Linked DNA regions of Mus musculus: region 1 is linked to region 2. The links are chromatin contacts, called in public Hi-C maps. All regions are on one chromosome and are shown on one strand. The core of a region is the stretch at or near the end of the contact, and the rest is flanking DNA. Distances in the headings are between cores, read along the strand shown. Region 1 has its middle 79 kb from the start of Gm20753. Region 2 holds the start of Phlpp1 (PH domain and leucine rich repeat protein phosphatase 1).

Evidence for each region. Hi-C and Micro-C count contacts between places; a contact is called where the count stands out from the background.
Region 1: a Hi-C map of uterus shows a contact between it and region 2, with 4 times the contacts expected there. The contact joins the enhancer-like site here to the promoter of Phlpp1 in region 2. A contact is called at or near these places in 1 of 39 promoter capture datasets (the C10 cell line), 6 of 484 Hi-C or Micro-C datasets (the P5424 cell line, forebrain neurons, uterus and 1 more), 4 of 115 datasets of contacts at active chromatin or transcription factors (T-cell acute lymphoblastic leukemia, craniofacial prominence, embryonic stem cells and 1 more) and 2 of 9 other capture datasets (liver and pancreatic islet).

What each region holds. Positions count from the first base shown.
Region 1 is chr1:106,089,058-106,095,600 of GRCm38.p6, reverse strand. It overlaps the pseudogene Gm26509. Among named protein-coding and RNA genes, the nearest start is that of Gm20753, 79 kb to the left of the region's middle. Within about 2 kb of position 2,215, at least 2 of the 459 cell types and tissues checked have an H3K27ac peak or open chromatin away from gene starts, as enhancers often do. A contact at or near this core is called in uterus, where this site is marked.
Region 2 is chr1:106,167,441-106,174,170 of GRCm38.p6, reverse strand. It overlaps Phlpp1 (PH domain and leucine rich repeat protein phosphatase 1), which reads right to left and starts at 2,302. Exons shown (of 17, transcript NM_133821.3): 1 at 724-2,302. The coding sequence starts at 2,167. It overlaps Gm20753 (predicted gene, 20753), which reads left to right and starts at 2,647. Exons shown (of 3, transcript NR_040630.1): 1 at 2,647-2,831.

The DNA.
Region 1 (6,543 bases), core at 966-3,465, 78 kb after region 2:
CCATATGAAGGATAGCATGGACACCAAACACAGTAAAATTTTCTAAAATTATGCATATACATATATATATATATATATACACACACACACACACACACACACACACACACACATGAAGGCAATTAAATGAAATCACCAAATAATGGTGAACACAGAGTCCCAATTGGTCATCTCCTGTCACCAAATGAAGCATCAGATATGAGATTGGGTTACATCTAATTTAGTTGTTGGCCAAAGATGTCCCATGGGAATCTGCAAACAACCCAGGCAGTTGCCATGACAATAGGTTGCTCTCCACAAACTGATGTCAAGGCCCCATTGCTGAAGCAACACCCACACACCTTATTGAACATGGAGATGTAACAACAAGATGGCTCCTAAATGATGTTCTGCTGTAATCATAGATCAGTGACATAGTCAACCATCATCAGAGAAGTTTCCTCCTGCAGCAGATGGGAACAAATATTGAGATGTGTAGGCAGACATCCTGTAGAGAGTAGGAGACCTTGGAACACTCAGTCCTCAATGGGATGTCTCCATCAAATCCCTCCCATCAGAGCTCAGGGAACCCTATTGTATTAATCAGGGTTCTCTAGAGTCACAGAACTTATGGAATGCCTCTCTAAATTGAGGGAAATTATTGTGATGACTCACAGTCTGTAATCCAACTAACCCAACAATGGATGGATAAAAAGTCCAAGAATCTAGTCGTTGCTCAGTCCCATAAGTCTAGTTGTTTCAGCTGGTCTTCTGTAGAAGAAGTAGATTCCAACAGATGTACTGGCAAGTAAGTGCAAGCAGTCAAAGAAGAGTGAGTCTTCCTTTTCCAATGTCCTTATGTAGATCTTCAGCAAAAGGTTTGGCCCAGATTAACGGTGTGTATCAACATACTTGGATCTGGGGATGGCTTTATCCCAGGCTAATCTTGAACTCAGAGATCTCCTTGCCTCCATCTTCTGAGATAAAGGTGTGTACTACCTTGCCTGGGCCTAAGCTTTTCATGGCCACTGTGCCTCAAGACCTTAATGCCAAGATCCAGGTTAGAAATTTTTGTCCTTCATCTTCAAGATGTGTATCACAGGTGTGATGTCCAGTTCTGGATTGAAGTTCATTCCAGATATATTCAAGTTGACAACCAGGAATAGCTATTACACCTATGTAAGAGGACACAGAAAGAGAGTAGGAGCCAGAGGAGATGGATGACACCAAGGTAACAAGGCCCAGTAAATCAACATGATTAAAGCTCATGTGAACTCACAGGGACTGGGGCAGAGTGCCCAGGGCACTAGGTCCTCTGCATATATAGTATGGCTTCCAGTTTAGTGTTTTAATAGAATTCCTGTGTGAATGAGTGGGTCTCTTATTCTTGTGTCCTTTTCCTTCTGTTTGTTTGTCTCGTCCAACTTGGATGTGATGGTTTTTTGCTTTATCTTATTATATTTTATTTTGTTATGTTCTGTTGTTCTCTCTTAGCAGCCTGTTTTTTTCTAATGAAAGACAGAAAGGGAGTGGATCTGGGAGGGGAGGTGGGGAGGAACTAGGAGGAGTAAAAGGAAGGGAAACTGTAATCAGGATATATTATGTCAGGGAATACTGGGCACTCTGCCTCGGTCTCTGTGAGTTCATATGAGCTTTGGTCATGTTGATTTACAGGGCCTTGTTTTCTTGGTGTCGTCCACCCTCTCTGGTTCTTACACCCTTTCTGCCTCCTCTTACATAGGGTTCCCTGCGCTCTGAGGGGAAGGATTTGACAGAGACATCCCTTCAATAAAGGGGAGAAAAAGAATCTCTGGAGTCACCACCATCTCAAGATGAATTCTAAACCAGGAAGTTAGTTGTGAAACATATTAAGAAGAATAAAAAATCACCAGTAAAAGTAAAGCAAAACAGGACTATATTTTCCAGAGAGCAAATGCCATGAATCACAGGCATAAATGGAGCTAGATAGAGTCTCAGCTTAGCAGGGCAACACTTGCCTAGCATGGACAAGGCCCTGGGTCCCAGCCTCAGCAACACAGGAACAAACATCAACATAAGGAGACAAAGAGACAAGAGGACAGGGTAGAGAGCTTAGAGACAGAACTACATATACAGCAGGGTTGGCATCACAGCCAAGGGTAAAAGTGTATCCAGTCATAGCTCACTCTACAGAAAAACAAGATCTGAGCAGGACGATGTAGAGGAAGAGCATAATCCCATCACTCCAGAGGCAGAGGCAGGACCATAAAAGTTCAAGAGCATCTTGGCTGCATAGAAAGAGTTCAAGTCTAGTGAACTATGTAAGACCTTGTTGCAAAAGCAAAACAGATGTTGATTTATGTAACAATTTGAAGAGTTCAATGTTGTAGAAATTTTCAATCCGAATTTGAGGTTTTTATCCTGCCTTTATCATTTAATTTAGCTCCTGGATAAAAGACATAAATTTTTCATTGTTTATACTAAGCCTTAAACAGTACAAGAGTTGGGCAGATATCCTCTGTGCTATTAGAATCTACTTTACCACAGATAACTCTGAGTTATTACTACTATATTTCATTTGGGCTGCTCTTAACTCCAATTGGCCAGCTCTCATGGCCATATTCTCTTGACTCCTAACTCATGGCCACTTTTACTTCCTCCTCACGTTTCTTTCTCTCTCTCTCTCTCTCTCTCTCTCTCTCTTTCTCTCCCTGACCCCCCAGGCCCAAGGAACCTTAAACTCTTCCAATGTCTCTTCTGCCCAGGCTATTGGTATCTTTATTTACCAATCAGAACTAACTTGAGGGTAAGGTCACATAGTATCACTTGTGTCTACATGTGGACTCTCTCATCCTGGGACAGCCAGGTCTTTGGGGACTGCATTTAGCATTATAATACATAGTAAAAGACCAAACATTAACATTTCAGAGACTGGAGAGATGCCATAGCTGGTAATCTGTTTGTGCAGAAAGTAGGGCTCCTTGGCAGTCATATAAGGAGCTGGCTAAGGCAGTATGCTGCCACAGGGGCACAAAGAGACAGGAGAATCCCTGGGGCTCACTGGGCAGCCAGTCTGGCTAAATCAATGAACTCTGGGTTCTGTAAGAGATCCTGTTTCAAAATAATGAGATATGACTGAGGCAGACACTAATGTATTCACATATACATACCCCATCACACACAAATACACACACACACAAAATGAACGTTTTAACAATTATGTTTTAAAATATGTGACAACAATAATTCTATAATAAATATGATATATGTTACTATAGTAAATAAACATTAAATAATATATTAAATATTTATAGTCTTAAATGATTTAAATAAATTAAAAGCACAGTGATATAAAGAAAGAAATGCTGCAGAAGATCCTGAAGCTCCTAACAGGAGGTGCAGGATTGTCTATATGAGCTTTGTACCCCTTAGATCTTCTCTGCCAACCCTCTAAACTTCTTTTCTAGCCCTCTCCATTCCTTTAAGTCACCCATCCATCTGCACAAACACTATATAGAAAGACCCCTAATGGGCACACTGGGCTGAGACTCAGATAGACTGTTTTCACTTTCCTTTCCTTCCTGTCCTTCATCCTAGTCTCCTCATGCAGTAGTCCTATAGCAGCCTGCCTACAGGAGCCCCTCCTCCCATCCCACATCTACATCCTGAGTGACCCACCTCTTGGTGCAGATCAAGGACCCCTTAGCTCTTTCCATCTTAATCTATATTCATTTGTTTCACCAGCTAACCCACAGAAACAGCTACTAGGGACTCCACAGCCACCACACGTGGCTAGGATCCAGAGTGGGCAACAGCAATCAAAGAACAGATCACCCATCACCCAATAGAGGCAAGACCAGATAGCTATATGAAGAAACACCTCAAACACAATAACTCTAGGCATATAGAAACCAGTACAAGAGCATAAACAGCCGAGACAATATGCCTCCCCCAGACGCCAGTAACCCTATTGAAATAAGTCCTCAGAAAAGCAAGTTAGTAAAAACACAGGACAAGAACTTCAAAATAATAATTATAAACATGTTCAAAGGACTTTAAAGAGAATTTGAATAAATGCCTTAATGAAAGTAGAAACAATTGAGTGAAATAGTGAAAACATTTTAAAACATGAAAGTTGAATTTAACAAAGAAAATCACTAAAGAAAACCCAAACTGAAATAAAACTGAAAGTGAAAAACTCAGGATGTCTAACAAAAACTTCAAAGTAAGCCTCATTAACAGATGAAACAGCATGGAAGAGAGAATTTCAGGTCTTGAAGACAAGGTAGAAGAAATAGCATAGTCAAAGAAAATGTCAAAACAAAAAACAACAACAAAAAACTCTAGGCACAGAAAATCTGGGATACTGTGAAAGACCAAACCATGAGTAGTGGTTATAGAGGAAGGAGGAGATTCCAGGTCAAAGGCACAGAAAACAATTTTTTTTTAGGGTTTCTGTGAACTTTATTGATAGCATTCAAGAGAAGAAGCATCCCACTCTGCCTCATTTGGGAGTCTGGGGTGAAGTGAGGTGCTCAGGGGTGGGACAGGGCCTCCTCAGCAGCCACCAGCCTGTCTCTCTCTTGTGTTCTTGCTGGGATGGGTGGTCCAGGGCTTCTTACAGTGGGGAGACCATGTAGGCTGTGAGCTCCACCACCCTGTTGCTGTACTCATATTCATTCTCAAACCAGAAAATGAGTTTTTACAAAGTCATCTCCGAGAGCAATGCCAGCCCCAGAATCAATGGTAGGAGAGTAGCATCAGTGTTAAAGTCACAGGAGACAACCTGGTCCTAAGTGTGGCCCACAATGCCATTTAATGGGCTCTCTGATGCCACCTTACCTAACCTTCTTGACATCATTTTACATGGCATCATTTTACAACTTTCTTCAGGAAGCATGTAAGATCCACAATAAACAAATTGGGGGTAAGCCCACGGAAGGCCATGCCAGTGACCTTCCAGTTCAGCTCTGGAATGACATTATCCATAGCCTTGACAGCACCAATGGGTGCAGAGATGATGTTCAGGGCAGTCTGACAGGTATTATGCCACAGCTTTCCAGAGAAGCCATCCATAGTATTCTGGGTGACAGAAATGTCAGGGATCATGGCCATGCATCCCTCCCTGATACAAAGTTGTCATGGGTAACATTAATCGGGGACAAAAGGAGTTGGTGGTACAGTGGTGCAGGAGGCATTGCTGACAATCATGAGTTAGTAGTCATAAATCTACGGTTCGTGCTCATCACAAACATGGGGGCATCAGCAGAAGGGGCAGAGATGATGACTCTTTGGCTCAGCTCTTCAAATGACCTCTGTTTTTTTCCATGGTGTTGAAGATACCAGTAGACTCCAAAACCTACTTGGCATCAACATTACCCCATTTGATGTTGGTATAATCTTACTCCTGGAAGATGGAGATGGCCTTCCCATTGACAAGTTTTCCATTCTCAACCTCAACTGGGCTGTTGGACTTACTGTGGGTACGGTCATACTAAAACATGTCAACCTTGCAGTTGCAGTCAATGAAGAGATCATTGACGGCAACAATATCCACTTTGCCAGAGTTGAAGGCATTCAATATGGTCAAATCCATTCACTCTAAACCTTCACCATTGTGTCTCAGGGACCAGGCTGGCAATGTGTGAAAAGATGTTGCTGTCTCTGGAATGGGAGAAATACAGAGCCAAAAAAGTACATAATTTAATGAAATCCAATTTAAAGGAGGTGCCTATCAAATTACAAGAAGCATACAGAATACAAATTAGGATCAGAAAACAAACTCCTTGTGACATGCAATAATCAAAACATTAAATGTACAGAAAATATGAATATTAAATTTTCAAAGGAAAGAGACCAAATAGCATAGAAAGAGAGACCTCTTACAATAACCCCTCACTTATCAGTGAAGACTCTAAAAGCCAGAAGGGCCTGGACAGATGTTCTACATATTAAAAAAGACCACAGATACCATCCCAGACAACTATGCGCAGCAAAGCTATCAATCACAATAGACATAAAAGACAAATATTCTACAGTAAAACTAACTTTCAACAATTTCCAATCCAGCTTTACAGAAGGCACTAGTAAGAAACATTCAGTCTGAAGAGGTTAACTACACCCAAGAGGACTCAATCAATCAATCAATCAATCAATCACAGACCAGTAAATCAAAAGAGTGGGCAAAACACTCATACCATAACAGCAAAATATCAGGAATCAATAAACACTGCCCATTAATAATTATCAATACTAATTGTCAGGAACTTAGCACCAGGCTGGGTCCTCTCTGAAGCAGCTGAGGGGAAAAGCATGGGCAGGAGCAGGGCTTGGTCTTGGGAAAGATTAGGCTGCTTTCTATAGTAATGTTTACCTGTCTTGAGTCTAAGCTACTCTGAAGCCGGAAGTTGCAGGCCTCTGGGCCTTAACACTTGTGGTAAAACAGCAGAGGAGTCAGGCGTGGTAGCGCACGCCTTTAATCCCAGCACTCGGGAGGCAGAGGCAGAGGCAGAGGCAGAGGCAGAGGCAGAGGCAGAGGCAGAGGCAGAGGCAGAGGCAGAGGCAGAGGCAGAGGCAGAGGCAGGT
Region 2 (6,730 bases), core at 1,053-3,552:
GTAATCACCGACATTATTAAGTCTAGTCTATTTCAAGTATCTGACAATAAAAGCTATAACTCAGAAACAGGCCAATTCATTTTTTTTTTAAGATTCAAACTTGGAAACTGAAATAAAGCAATGAAAGAGGGCAGAAGGTAAGCAGCACCCAAAACAAGGAACATACCCACTTCTCAGGTGTCAATGAGGACTCAGCGAGCAAATACGCACGCGTGGCAGACAGTGGAACAAACAAGAGCATCAGTTGACAAGAACAAAGTTCCCAAGAGGCCCACGCTGCACTTTACTGTCTACGAATGGTAAACTGTGGACAGTTGAATAGAGGAAGGCATCATGGAGCATTTTTTCGTTGGTCATTGTCCTCTGTCTATATTAAAGTGTCAAGGAGTTACCTGGAATCCCAAAACGCCTGCAACCCAACGAACCAGAGCAGAGGCCTGGAGGAAACCACCTTTAAAGTTAGGGACTGGTACCCCTCTAGGGTGTTACCTGTTTCCTGTATTTCCAGGTGACTTTGTCACCTTGTCCACCTGGCTTTCCAACCTCAGGCCTGGACACTCTAAACCTTGCAGATTTCAAGAATGCTCAATTTAGTACTTGCACAGGCGGCATGTGAACAAGCTAGAAAAAGAGTGTCAGACAGACTCACCAGGCCCCTGGAATCATTTATCGATCCCTGCCAAGGTTCGAAGCCATGCATAAACATGCAGGCAACTTCCTTACCTGCATAGAATCGAATGAGACAGCCAATCTCTGAGTCCATGCCTTCCTCCTGCACCCTCCACAGCTCCCCAAATCCCAGTTGGAAGAGGTAGTCATTTTGGATCTGCAATGGCTTCTCGTCCGCCTCCAGGCGCCGGGTAGTCTCTCCATGGAGCTGTACATACAGGGAGGGCGGAGATGTCTTTTGCACGGTCTCCCGTATCCTCCCCGAAGTCGACAGAGGAACGTCCGGAGCTGCGGCTGCCATCGCCTTATCGTCTCCGGGACCCTCGCCCGCTATCACGCCAGTGCTGTCTACGCCCGTCGGGGCTTTCGGCTGCAGTAAAGCCGAGGTCTTCGGGGAAGGCGGCCGAGGCTGCGCGGGGCGGCCGGGGCGGTGGGGCATGGCCGGATCAGCCTCTAACTCCTCCGACGACGACGAGGAGCCGCCGCCGCCGCTGCTGTAGGGGTCCAGCCGGTCTGACACGCTCTCGGCGCTGGGGCTCAGGCTGAAGCTCTCGGTGTCAGAGGCCGGGCGCGGGGCGCGGGGAGGGGACCCGGGGCCGCCCGCGAACAGCTCTCCGGGGCTGGAGTCCGAAGGCGCGGGGCTGATGCGGGGTGCACAGCGCGTCCAGGCGCCCCCGGGCAGCGGCAGATCGGCGGGAGGCGCGCGCGCAGGGCCCCGGACAGCACCAACAGTGCCGCTCGAGGGCGGTGGCTCCACGTCCCTTCCGTGCTCTCCGTCCAGGGTCTGATCGCTGGCGGCAGGGGCGGCGGCGGGAGGCGGCCCGTAGCCCAGCACCTTCACCACCCCGCCGCCTTTGTGGCCCAGCTGCAGAAGCCGGGCCGCCACCTCGGCGGCCGTGGTGTCCAGCGTGCAGAGCACTGGGCGCAGGTAGGACGAGGCCATGTGGCGGTCAAAGACGTGCACACAGCCCCGCTGGAGCTGGTGCCTCACCCAGTCCCTGTCCGACGGCTGCAGCTGAAGCAGCTGCCGGTGCTTCAGGAGCAGCGTCTTCCTGTCCAGGCTCCGGGTGCACAGCGACGCCGAGGCCGAGCAGGACGCCGGGAGGCCGCCAGCGGCCGAAGACGCCGAGGACGGCGACGAGGACGACGAGGCGGCGGCGGCGGCCGACAGATTCCTCTTCAGCCGCCCTCTCTTCAGCAGCAGCGAGTTGGCGCCGCCGCCGGCCGCGGGCACCGGAGCGGCCCCACCGGCCGCGGGCTGGGGAGCTCCCCGCCGCCGCCTGCGCCCGGTGCCTCCGGCGCGGCCGGGCAGCGGCCCCGGCGGCGCCTCGCAGGGGGCCTCCTCTCGCGCCGCGCCGCCGTTCCCGCCGCTCGGGGCCGCCGCGCTCAGCGCGGGATCCGGACACCGGCCGCCCTCGGCCGCCGCCGCCGCCAGGGCTTGGTCCTCACCCGTGGGGTCCGCGAGTCGCTGTGCCGGGGCTGCAGCGGCGGGCTCCATCGTAGCGGGGCTTCACGTCGCTCCCCCAGCTCCGGAGGCAGCGGAGGAGGAGGAGGTGAGGCGAAGGTGGGAGACGGCGGCGGCGGCGGCGCGAAGAGAACGGAGACGCCGATGGCGTTCGGCGCGGCCGCTCCAGAGGATTATGTGGCGATCCGGAGCATTCCGTCGGTGTCTCGGTGTTCCATCCCGCGCGCCGCCCGCCCGTTTCGCCGCCACCGCCCCCCCACACACACCCTCCCCGCGGGTCGCGGGCTCCCCAGCGCCAGGCCCCGCCCGCTGCTGGACAGCCTCAGCTCCCGGGAGCTGCGGCCCGAGCTCGCCTCATGAATATTAATGAAGCGCGGGAAGGCGGGCGGTGGCGGGGCGGAGTTGATCATGAATATGCATCGTTAGCATGACGACATTTCTGCGGAGAGCGGGAGGCTGGGGGCGGGGCCTCAGGGTAAACAAACGTGACGCGTGCGTACGGGGGTGGGGCGGAGCTGTTTCCCAGGAGGTTTGTCCTCGCCATAGAGGAGAGGTGGCGAGAGGGGCTCGCGTTGCACAGTGGGGGTTGTAGTTCATCTTCGTGTCGAGGATACCCAGAAGAGACCAACAGCGAACTACAAGGCCCAGATATCATCAAATTCTGCCCACCCTCTCCTCCAGCTTCTGGCCCTTGTTGGTGGGTATTGTGCCCTCTGCCGTTGAACTCTGTGTCCTGTGAACGTTTTTCATTAACTTGATCCTCTCCTGCTTGCCAGATGAGTTTTATTTTCCTGGCTAATTGAAATTGAGAGTTTTTAGGAACTCTAAACTCTAGGTAAGGCCTTTGTATGAGACAAAAATACATACACAGTTCACAGGATCGCTGGCCCCGTCTTCCTGACTTTTTCCGCACTTTTTTCAAGGCCCATGAAAGCTAGCAGTGTTTGCACTCAAATTAAACCCATTTACTCCCTCCCCTATTAGGACAGAAATAGCTAAGGACCTGCTTGGAGCCTTGTATCCCGTTGGTTTTAAGCTTAAAAGAAGCTTAACGACACAAAGCAGTGGACGAAGGAAGAAATATTAAAATGGAGTCATAGTGGGATAGGAGATAGACTTGCTTTCTCTTGGTTCTTTCTGGATTTTTCTTTCCGCACTCGGGGCCGGGTAGAAAGGGTGAATGAGACAAGGTTTCCCAGTCTAGTCTGTTCTCCATACTTCCGTCCACAAACTGCTCACCACCTACGCTCTACCTATGTTGTATGGGTGTTTACTGTTACATTGTATGATCTATAAACATTTTTTTATTGGTTGAACCAAGCTGGTTTAGGGCAATTAACTATTTGAAATAATTTGATAAACGTTGGTCATTGAGTTGCCACTCTCATGATGGCATTGCAGATGTAGACACTAATTAAAAGTCTTTTTCCGGAGTTAGAGGGCTCAGCAGCTAAGAGCGTGGGCTGCTCTTCAAGAAGACCCATATAATAGCTCACCCTGAAGACAGTGCTCCAATGTAATGCATAGACATATTCCAGGCAAATCATTCCTATACATAATGATAATAATTTTTTTAAATTAAGTTCTTCCTGACACTCGATAGACTAAAACAGGAAGAACTTTATGAGCTCAAAACTAGCCTCTTTTACAGAGCAAGCTCCAGGCCAGCCAAAGTTACATAGTAACTCAAAGAATAATAGTAATAATAATAATGAAGATATCCTGTACCTTACCTTTGGGTTCCAGAAGACTAATATTTATTATGGGAATATTATACACACATGCATATACATTTATTTATAGTTATAAGTCTCAGTGGTGATGCCTTTATCCTGCCATTCAGAAGGCAGAGAACAGCAGATCTCTGAATTTGATGCCAGCCTGGTCTACATGATGACATCCTGTCTCAAAACAAAAGAAGTTATGATAATAGTTGTCAAACACTGTTAGGGCGGTGGACAGACACTTGATTAGATCCAATTGGACTGAATTTAGAATCACCATGGAAACACGGGGTATGTGTGTGAGGGTGAGGTGCCCTGAGCACTGACAAAGTGTGCCCAGCTGTCTGGAACTCCTGCCACGCTGCCCTCCCTGCCCTGACGTTCTCTGCCCTCAAACTGTGAGCCAAATACGTCTTTCTTTATTTGGGTATTTAGTAACCTTTTGTTAGGTGTTTGTTACAGCAATGGGAAAAGTAACTATCTCCAAATAAAGAAAAAAGTAGATCTTCTCCACACAGAAGAACAAGTGTTGGAGCTGGAGAAATGTCTCAGCAGCTAAGAGCAAGAGGACCCAGCTTCAAGTCCCTGCACCACATGGTATTTCACAACTGTCTAACTCCAGTTCCAGGGAATCCCATTCTTTAGCCTAGCTTCTGTGAACACTGTGTGTATGTGGTGCACAGATACATGTACAGACAAAACTCCTGTACATATAAATAAATTTTCAGGAAAATATTTTAAAGCAGGTATTAAAATGCAATTATGCCAGATTTCACACATGGAATCTGTAATATAAAAGACAACCTATCGCGTACTTCTCAGGAATCCCACTGGCAGGGATAGCAGAATGGCAAGAAAGACCCACAGTGTGATCCCGAACCTTCAGGAAGTGACTAAACAAGAATGTGAAAGGAAAGAAAGAAAACGAGAATTTCTGAAGGAGTAGACTGTCTTTGTAATACCAGATAAAACAGAGCTCTGCAGTTGAAATAGCAAATTGGTGAAAAAGCAATGAAATCTAAGCATTCATTGTGGGGGGGGGGGAGTTGTTGAGTCATAGGATATCATGTAGACCCTATGCAGCAACCCACACTCTACAATTGCTGTGAATGAGAGAAGAGTTTTGATTTGAAAATAAAACTAAAACTGTTTTCCAGGCAGCTTCAAAATAGTTGGGGGCAGGGAATGCTTCGGTTCTAATGTCCTAAGCCATGCCACAGCACATCACACAGTGCCCTACCCTTTGAAGCATTCCAGACATGCTGTCCACCGTGTGCTTCTGCCTGGCCACACCTTCTGATCACTTTGTTGTGGTATTGGAGCTTGAACCCAGGTCACCCTGCAGGCTAGGCAACCACAAAAGATGACATCTTTCTCCCTCTCTCCCTCCCACTTGCCTCCCGTGTGTGTGTGTGTGTATGTGTGTGTGTGTGTGTGTGTCTGTGTGTGTGTGTCTGTGTGTGTGTCTGTGTGTGTGTCTGTGTGTGTGTCTGTGTGTGTGTGTGTGTGTGTGTGTGTGTGTGTGTGTACATCTGTGCCCTGGACATATGTAAGTCAGTGGACAAACCTGGGTTCCAGGAGTTGAACTCTGGTTTTCAGACTTGTTGGCAAGCACCTTTTCCTGCTGAACCATCTCACCAGCCTCTTAGAATCACATCTGAAAATGCTAAAGGATAATCCTGAAAAGAAACATCATAAACCCTGATGTCAGCTTGCTAAACTATTTTCACAGCTAAATTTAGAATAAAATCTATTACTTTCTGCTGCATGATTTATAACTGACTTGCTGTGTTCTGCTTCTAGGCTAATCCGGGTATATCCTAAGATCTAAGATAAAAGAAACCATCTTTGACATTGTTTTGTAACATAAGCAGTTGGAATTTTAATGGAAGCATGAATTGATAGCTGGGATAGTTTCGATCTGAACTGTCAAGGGCTCAGCTGTGTCCAGAAATAAACTCAGAGAGACACAATATACCATGTAATACATTTCATTTGTACACTATGAACAAGGGATCTAATTACAGCTTCACATTTGTATGTCCCTTGAGCTACTCGTGGTTTACCATCCTAAATTGCTCAATGTTTACTCATTCTAGTTTACTATGAGGGACCCATTTCACAAATTACTGCTCTAGTGCACTAAATGGGCCCCAGGTGGCCAAACTGAATTAATATGTTCTCTGTTCAGTGGCAGGATGAGACCGTCTGGGCTCTCTGAAGTCATACCCTCCCTCATAAACTTCCAGTGTGAATTCTGTTAAGATCTGACATTGCCACTGTCTTGCCTCATAGTCCATTTTATAGATACGGCTCGATAGCTTTTCAAATTTTAGTGAATCTTTTTAACCCCATAATTATCTCTATCTTTGGGGGAACAGGGGAATGAGAAAGAGAGTTTGAGATTCCTAACGAATGTCCCTCCTATGTCATACCAAAGCATTTTCTGGTTTGTCTATGACTATACTAGAAAAGTATTCTCTAGATAATGATGCCTCAGAGCCTTCAGTTTTACTTTGGGGAAGCAGCTAGGTGTTCTTCTTTTTGCTGTGCAGTGCAGAGATTAGAAGAGATGCCATTAGTCTCTGGAAATCTTACCCTTTCCCTTCTGCCTCCTGTCACAGCCTGGGACTCCTGTCAATGACAAAGTACCATGAGCCTCATGAATGGCTCAAGATAAAGCAAAAGTGTCATTTCATGGTTCTTGAGATTAGAAATCCAACGTCAAGATGCAGGTACTACTATTCTTGCTCACTTTTTTCAGTTTCGGATGACTATCAGCATTGCTTGGTTTGTTTCCACCTCTCTGAGTCCGTCATCTTGAAGCCTCTGAAGTGAGTTGGATCCCAGACATTGGATGGTTGGAGATTGA